Linked DNA regions of Siniperca chuatsi: region 2 is linked to region 1. The links are chromatin contacts, called in public Hi-C maps. All regions are on one chromosome and are shown on one strand. The core of a region is the stretch at or near the end of the contact, and the rest is flanking DNA. Distances in the headings are between cores, read along the strand shown. Region 1 overlaps LOC122878986 (a long non-coding RNA gene). Region 2 overlaps LOC122878986 (a long non-coding RNA gene).

What was found. Hi-C and Micro-C count contacts between places; a contact is called where the count stands out from the background.
Region 2: a contact with region 1 is called in a Hi-C map of an unstated tissue, with 2.4 times the contacts expected there. The contact joins two enhancer-like sites. A contact is called at or near these places in 2 of 3 Hi-C or Micro-C datasets (skeletal muscle and an unstated tissue).

What each region holds. Positions count from the first base shown.
Region 1 is chrLG7:4,157,645-4,161,455 of ASM2008510v1, forward strand. The region is part of intron 1 of LOC122878986 (a long non-coding RNA gene); the gene reads left to right. Among protein-coding and RNA genes, the nearest start is that of LOC122878986, 28 kb to the left of the region's middle. Within about 2 kb of position 2,362, the one cell type or tissue checked has an H3K27ac peak away from gene starts, as active enhancers do.
Region 2 is chrLG7:4,227,890-4,231,647 of ASM2008510v1, forward strand. The region is part of intron 3 of LOC122878986 (a long non-coding RNA gene); the gene reads left to right. Among protein-coding and RNA genes, the nearest start is that of LOC122878986, 98 kb to the left of the region's middle. Within about 2 kb of position 2,197, the one cell type or tissue checked has an H3K27ac peak away from gene starts, as active enhancers do.

The DNA.
Region 1 (3,811 bases), core at 1,112-3,611:
ATTTTACTGCAAAACATGTACTTTTTCTTAAAGTACATTTTGTTGATAATAATTCTGTACTTTTACTCAAGTAGTAGGTTTTGAATGCAGGACTTTCACTTGTGTTGTCATGTCGTGTTGCTTTTTTTTTTTTAGAGCTTTCAGGGAATTAACTTTTTCAAGTTTATTTTGTTATGTTCTGGTGCCAGGTATGTACTTTTGGCGGATAATTCTAAATTCCTTCCTTAGTTTTTTGTCCAAAATGAGTCAAAGTACTTCTAAAACAATATCAGAATCAGTCTTACAATGTGTAATATGTGTGTAACCGTAGAATGCAAAGCTCCCACATTTCCAGAAATATGAAATGTGACTCCACAGCAGATGAAAGTCCTGGCCTTTTTAATGTACTCTATAGAAGTCCTTTTACTTTGACAAGGTAACAGTAACATGACGTCCTGCTGTCAGTGTGCATTTGTGCAACAGTCTTTAGATTTGAAAAGTTTGGGGAAATCCTGGTCAAATGACAGTCAGCTCTCCGAGACAAAAGTTCAAGCCATGACTCAGCCTCTCTCTGGTTTGACTAGATGTCAAACTGTAGTTGGTCTGCTCTCTGTTTGAATGATTAGTTAAATATAGAAGCTGGAGCTGTTACACACTTACAGTGGTGATATTCAGAAATCAAATGCCTGCTGTGTCAGGATTGGCCAGAGGTTTCAGATTTGAATCTAGTGAAAGATCCCTAAACTTTAGTCTGGCGTTGTTGTGTCTGCATATTTTGCTCTTTTGCAACGAGTGTTGCTATGCAGCAGTCTGGGGACAAATTGATTATTCAGTCCGGAGCCCAGACAGCCAATTGTCTCCTGCTCTGCTTTGATTCGCTGAAATGTCATTCTGACTGATGCCAGCAGTGATGATTTCCTCAGTGGCACAGTAAACACTAAATATTTACTGTCTGAATAGTCACCGGCTAAATCTGATTTAAATGGTAATATTTGTATCAAAGTGGTCTGGAAAATAACTGGCCGGCACAGTGTGGCATATATATGGAAACACCTTTTCTGTGTTTAGTACTTTCTTATTGTCACACGTGTGTGGGAGAAAATCTGGTTTCTGTAGCTTTAAACTGACAGTGTGATTACACTGGTTTGTAGAGCCACTTTGATTTCTTATTTTATTGTCTGCATTGTAAAAACCTCTGACAAAATTGCACTATATACTCATTATGATTATTATTTTAGAACAAATTAGTTTTCCAAAATTTCCATTTTCATTTAATATTATAGGTTATAAACTATAAATACTGAAGACACGATGACGTGATTTTCAGTGATTTCTAAATGTCTCAAAGCAGCGTCTGTCCGTCAGCAGTCTGCAGGAGTTACCGGCTGTACTGCAGTTTCTGTGTTGCACCAGCAGATGGGGAAAGGAAACGTCTTTATGGGAAGAATGAAAGTATGTGCAGCAGCATAGTGGGAGATGATTGCAGGGCTCACGGTCTCAGCTCTGACCGCTCGCCGGTTTGCTGTTGTTTGATGAGACAAAACTTTTGTCTGTGTGGTTGATGTCAAAATTACAACGGATATTTGAATCTTTAAAAATGCATGGGTTCAGTTCCAGTTCTAATTTTTCTGTTTTTGGAATTCAGCTGCTGTTGCAGATTATTTACTGATGTTTCCTGTAAAGAAAAGGTAGAAAATGAACATATCATGTGCTTTTGTTGTAAGCAGTAAAATACATTTTCTTGTTAAATCATTGTTTTGTACAATTTAATGATAAATACTTTGCTGCAAACAGTTTCTCTACAAAACATTCTTGGTCTTTAAAAGTAAAGAAATGGGTTTTTTCTTGTTGACATGTATTTATCTTTATTTTAAATGTAAATACAATATGAATCAATTCAAATCTTTAAAACTTAATCATTTAAATTATAACTGACAAAAATTCAAAATACAGCACTCTAAAATTGTTTGTTAGCTTCTTTCTAAACAATTAAATAAAAAGCAAATTGCAAAGTTTTTAAGAGCTGCATGTTATTTGGTATGAAATTGACATTTCTTAATGTCTTTAATTAAACCAAAATCTGAGTCTACTTTTAAAAGAATTGTTAATTATTATTTGATTAAAATCTTGCAATAATTCACTGGTTATACTCAGTAGACCAAAAAAATAAATCATAATTCAATTCTTGGTCTTTTTCCTTTTATTTTAAAGCACCAGAGCCCAAATGCCCTCTTAAAAAAAACTTTTATTTTAGATTTATTTAATCCCCCTCCATATTTTCAAAAGTTTGGAAGTGACATACATTAATAATGCAGGTGAAATCGCCCCTGGAGTGATACGACACTTTCAAATTTCAGCTTTAATACTCTGATTTTGATAACAGCTGCGGCACACGGCCCTCCGTCGTCGAAGGTGGATGAAGTTCAAGGTGGCACTACACAGCTACAGAATAACTGACACACACACTCTCACTAACTCAAACACACACACACTCCCTCCCTGAAAGGAGTGTCTCCGGGAGATGATTTCCTTCCCTGCGCGTCGTCCCCCTCGCACCCCCCGCCCCACCCCCACCCCTCGTCCCCCCGCCCTCCCTCCTCTCTGCTACCAGTGTAAACACAGTGTTCCAGAGGAATGTTGGACTCCCTGACCTCCACTGCAGTTCACTCGGTTCAGCCTGGCCGCGCTGTGCTCCAGCATCAGCAGCAGCAGCCCCCACCTCCCCTCCCCCTCCAGAGCCCCTTCACTCCACTCTCTCTATTCTTCCCCGCCTTGCCTCGCTCCTTCTCCTCATCTCGCCTCTCCTCCTCTTCTTCCTCCTCCTTTTTTTCTTACCCCCTTTTTTCTTTCTTGTCCTTGTCCCTCACCACAAACACCACCCCCCAAACCCCGCCACCCCCGCAACCTCTTTTTTCTTTCCCCTTGTTCCCCTTTCTCCCTTCTTCCTCAGTACCCCGCCACTATTTCTGTCTTTCCCCATGCATTCCCACTTGTGTTGTTCACCTCACAGTCATTTCACAGAATAACGGTGGACTGTGTCTCTTTTCTACGTTCTTCTTTATGTCTGGTTCAGTTCACTGACTTGATTTGCACATCAGAATCCAAACAGACGTGATTTGGACTGAAAACCTTCAGCAATAGTGAAACCAGGATTGAGAACATGTAGGAGGTGTAGTAACCATATTCTACATACAAACATGCTAAATGCACTCATGTTTCCTGTGTGTCAAATACACACACCTTGCTCAGACGCCATTGTGTGCAAAGCCTTGCACATGCACAGCCCACCTCTGCACACCGAGACCACCCTCCCGCCCCATTTTAATCCTCCACCCCACTCCCACCCCACCTCAGCCCACAATGGACTGCGGTTCCTAGAAACAGGATGCTGAGATCCAGAGGCTTTAGTGTCGCTGCACTGCGAGGTGTCTGAGGGAACAGAAAGCAAAGGGTTACAAGTGCATCCGACCACTCGTCGGTTTGATTACCGAGGTAACAAGATGGCCAGAGCAGACATGTGCTGCTCACAGTTTTCCCTGACTGTGGCGTTTTCAGCGCGCCGAGGTTCAGGGGGTTTAATTGCTGCAGGATAGAGCAGATTATAAATACATGCAGCCGGTCATCGCAGGTCGCGCTGAATGCGAACCTCTGGGGGAATCAGAGACTGTTTATATACGTGTAATAGATGCTGCTAGTGCTGCAGGGGCTACACAGGGGCAGCCGCGTCCCAGCCGGCAAATCAGCCGACCAGTTTTATAGCCAGTCAGCCAGTCTGTCAGGCTGCCAGCTAACCTGACCAGCAGGGTCAGCAGCCAGCCAGCCAGCAGATAAG
Region 2 (3,758 bases), core at 947-3,446, 70 kb after region 1:
GATGAAGCTGGCCTGCCTCTGCTGGATTTCCAGCCTCTAACACTCACACACCAGAGCAGCAGCAGCATGTATGTATTAGCCTTCACATGGTATGTACTGAGAATATACTGAGGCCTGCCTCCCCGTCTACCAGGACATGTGTGCACAGCTGAGGTAATAGGTAGAGGACCAAAACACTGCCCCCTGTTGGTTACCTCTGTGAAGTGTCCAGCTGTCGGAGGGTCAGATTTGGTGACTTGGTGATTTTATGGCTATCCTAAAGTGCGATGTATGCTTGTGTGGTTTTTTTTGATGACTGTGTGTGCATGCCATGTCTCTGTGTGAGAGTGTGTGAGTGTGGCATGATGCAGTAATCCAAACCAGAGCAGAAAGGGCCTGTCTTCTCCTTCATTTCCGTCCCTCTTTCTTTTCCTCATTTTTCTCTCAATCGGATGTACAAATATTGTTTCTTTTGCCATCTCTCTCTCTCTCTCTCTCTCTCTCTCTCTCTCTCTGTGTGGTACCAACAGACTTTTTTACTTTTTGTATTGTACTTTTTTTGGATTTTGTAGATTGTCCCACTTGTTTTCTGTACTTTCATCTCCCAAACCACTCTTAAATTCAAGAAATGTCAGCATTAACTACTGCTGATATACATTTATTTAATACAATACTTAAGTGATATTATTGCATGTTTCTTAGTGGCATTTCCCTGCATTTTTATTGCACTTTTCTTGTTTTGTTATTTCAAGGTCAGCAATTTGAGTTTCATCTCTAAATTTGAGATAAAATTGAGTATTTGAATTCATAGTTTTAATAGTGTCCTACAAAAAAAGACAAGAAAAGAAAATAGAATATCAAATACATTTTTAAATACTACTACTACTACAAATAATAATAACAATTCTTTATCAGTCGTTATCAGTCTAACCCCATTACAAACACCTTCTTTCTAAACCTTTATTTTCATCATCATCGTTCCCATAGCAATGACCCCCATGACCTCTGCAACGCCTGTCCCCTTCTTCCCATCAATCAGATGTGACAGCTGTCAATCAATCACTCTGGCCAACAGCGCCGCTGCTTCAGCCATCTAGCGAGTGTGTCCTGCGTGTCACCCTGCCCTGCTCAGTGTACACACACACACACACACACACACACACACACACACACACACACACACACACAGCATCCTCACTGTATGTTTGTTTTCTACCTCTCAGGCTCTGTGGGCCCGGTGCTGTGTGCTTATTTGCAGTCCTGCTGCTGTTTTCTCGATGCGTGGGCCAGCGTGACAGATCTGGGTCTTTATTGATGTACTACTTGGCTAGCTGGGGCTGGTTCCTGGCCATTACCAGCACATTACGAATACGTGAAGAGAGTGAAATGGGATCGGTAAATCAATGGCGAGCTGTCAATTAACCTGGATGCAAAGTTTAGCATTCACCATGTCGACAAAATTCTGCACTCAAATTAATCTAAAGTATTTCTATTCCATAGCCACGAAAAATCCTCCTCTTAAGTATTTTCTGTTTGTGCATAGTTGGCGTATTTCTGCACCTATCTTCCTATGTGTGTGTGCACACATGCCTCAGTATGCACATGCGTGTGTGTGTGCAGACGTGTGAGCCTTTTGTCTGTCTGCTTCGGGCTCTCACCGTCAAAGCATGTTAATATTAGCGCCTCGCCGAAGACTGGCTCTATCTGGACACCAAGCAGGTGATAAATGAGGATAGCTGCACTCTGTGTGTGTGTGTGTGTGTGTGTCAACAGGGAGATTTTAAAATTGGTAGCGTCAGTGTTTTTGCACGCTTGGGGGTATGGATCCAGATGCATGGTTTTCTCCAGCAACTGCAGCTGTACAGAGATAGAAAAACGGCACAATGCACCGTCTGCCAGACAGCAGTCAAAGAGGATTGGAGATTAGCCGGGGTGCAGACACAGTCGGTCGATCAGTCAGTCAGGGAGGGAGGGAGCAGAAGAAAAGCAAGAGGGCAGTGTAGTCCCGGGGATGTTCCCCCCCCCCTTCCCAGCCTCTCTGGGCCCTGTCGCTGATTTGAGCACAGTCGGTTGTACGTCGCCGCTCTCCTTCTCTACTCCATATGTCCCTCCCCCCATCATCTCTTTCTCTCCTTCCTCCCTCCCTCTCTCTCTCTCTCTCTCTCTCTCTCTCTCTCTCTCTCTCCTCTCTCACACACACTCACTCACTCATGAGCCTGGGGGAGCCAGTGGAGATTAAATGTAGCCTCTATAAGCCAAAGCACATCATGTAGCAATGTTTCTATGGTCCCTTCTCTCCACACTCCTCCTCTCTCTCTCTCTGTCTCTCCTTCCTTTTCTGAAGGGACGGTGTGAATGATGTCGGCTCATGTGAGACACAGAATAAGAGAAAAGAAAGAAAAAAGAAAGAGAGTGCAAGTGGACTGGAAAAGTGGATTTTTTTTGCATGCATGCAGAAGAGAACAGAGGATTTGTTTTATGGTTGGAAAACGGACAACGGCAAGGTGGAAAAAAACAACGAAAGGAGGACTACTTTCTCTCTACCTCCCTCCCTCGCTCCCTCCCCTCCCCCTCCCCCCCTCCTCACCTTTCTCTCTCTCTGATACAGAGGAAAAGTGGGCCTCTGGCTGTAAGCGATTACAGCTGTGAGGCAAATTAATGGATAATGGATAATGATATTTCTCTCCCCCTTTTTTCCTTTTAAAAAATGTTTTTTTTTCTCCTACCGATCAACACGGGAAAGAAAAAAGAGCCAGAGGGGGGAAAGAAAGAGTAAAAGAAAGATTGAGAGAAAGAGGTGGAGGACCAATATTGGGGAAAAGGAGAGTGAGGGGGGGGGGTTATGGTTTTTTCCTGTCTTCCCTCCTTTCCAGCTCTGCATGTGATTGAAAGAGAGAGAAAACAATGCGAGGGAAAAGGGCGAGGAGAAAGCGGAGCGAGACAAGAGATCAGCAGGCGCATTCGTTTTGTCCTTTAACTTGGAGTTGTGTGTGTGAGAGAGAGAGCGAGTGAGCGAGAGTGTGTGTGTGTATGTGTGTGTGCATTTTTCCCCTCACCAACCTGCTTTGGTCCTGCAGGTTTGGATAAAAAAGTAAGTAGAGGCTTGGGTGCAAGGAAATGCAAATGAGTGTGTCACTGTTTTGTGCAAGCAATACATGCATGTGTGTGTATGTGAGTGAGCGAGTGAGTGTGCGCGCGCACCCCCTCCCTCCCTTTGGTGAGGCAGCATACTGGTATGCTTCACTGGCACTGTGGCCCTGGCTGCAAGCACTGATTCTGTGGCTCGATACTCACCCTTTTATTTTACCTCTCTCTTTTTCTCACTCTCTCTCTATGTCTCTCACTCACTCGCTCACTATCTCTCTCTCACTTTCCCTTGCGTTCTACCTGTTCTATCTAACCTTTAAGTGTCACTTCCTTTCAGCGTTTCGTTTTCTGGGAAGAGGGATCGACTCTCTCGCGACTCTCCTCCCCAGACTGCTCACTCTCGCTGTGTGTGTGTGTGTGTGTGTGTGTGTGTGTGTGTGAGTGAATAGGAGCTAGAGAGTGCAGAGATAGAGGGAGAGAGAGTGTGCACATGGTTCATTCCGACTCGGTCCTACCACCCATCCTCATGCCTCTCTTTCTTGTCTCTGTCCGTCGCTCTCTCGCCGTTTATTTCGCCTGACTTCAAGCAGCGCACCGGAGGGACGGATCTCTTCCTCACGTAGCTTTTTTGTGAAAAAAACCCTTCTTCTTCTGAACATAACTGGAATCTTGTTGCCGTGCTGTAAGTTTAA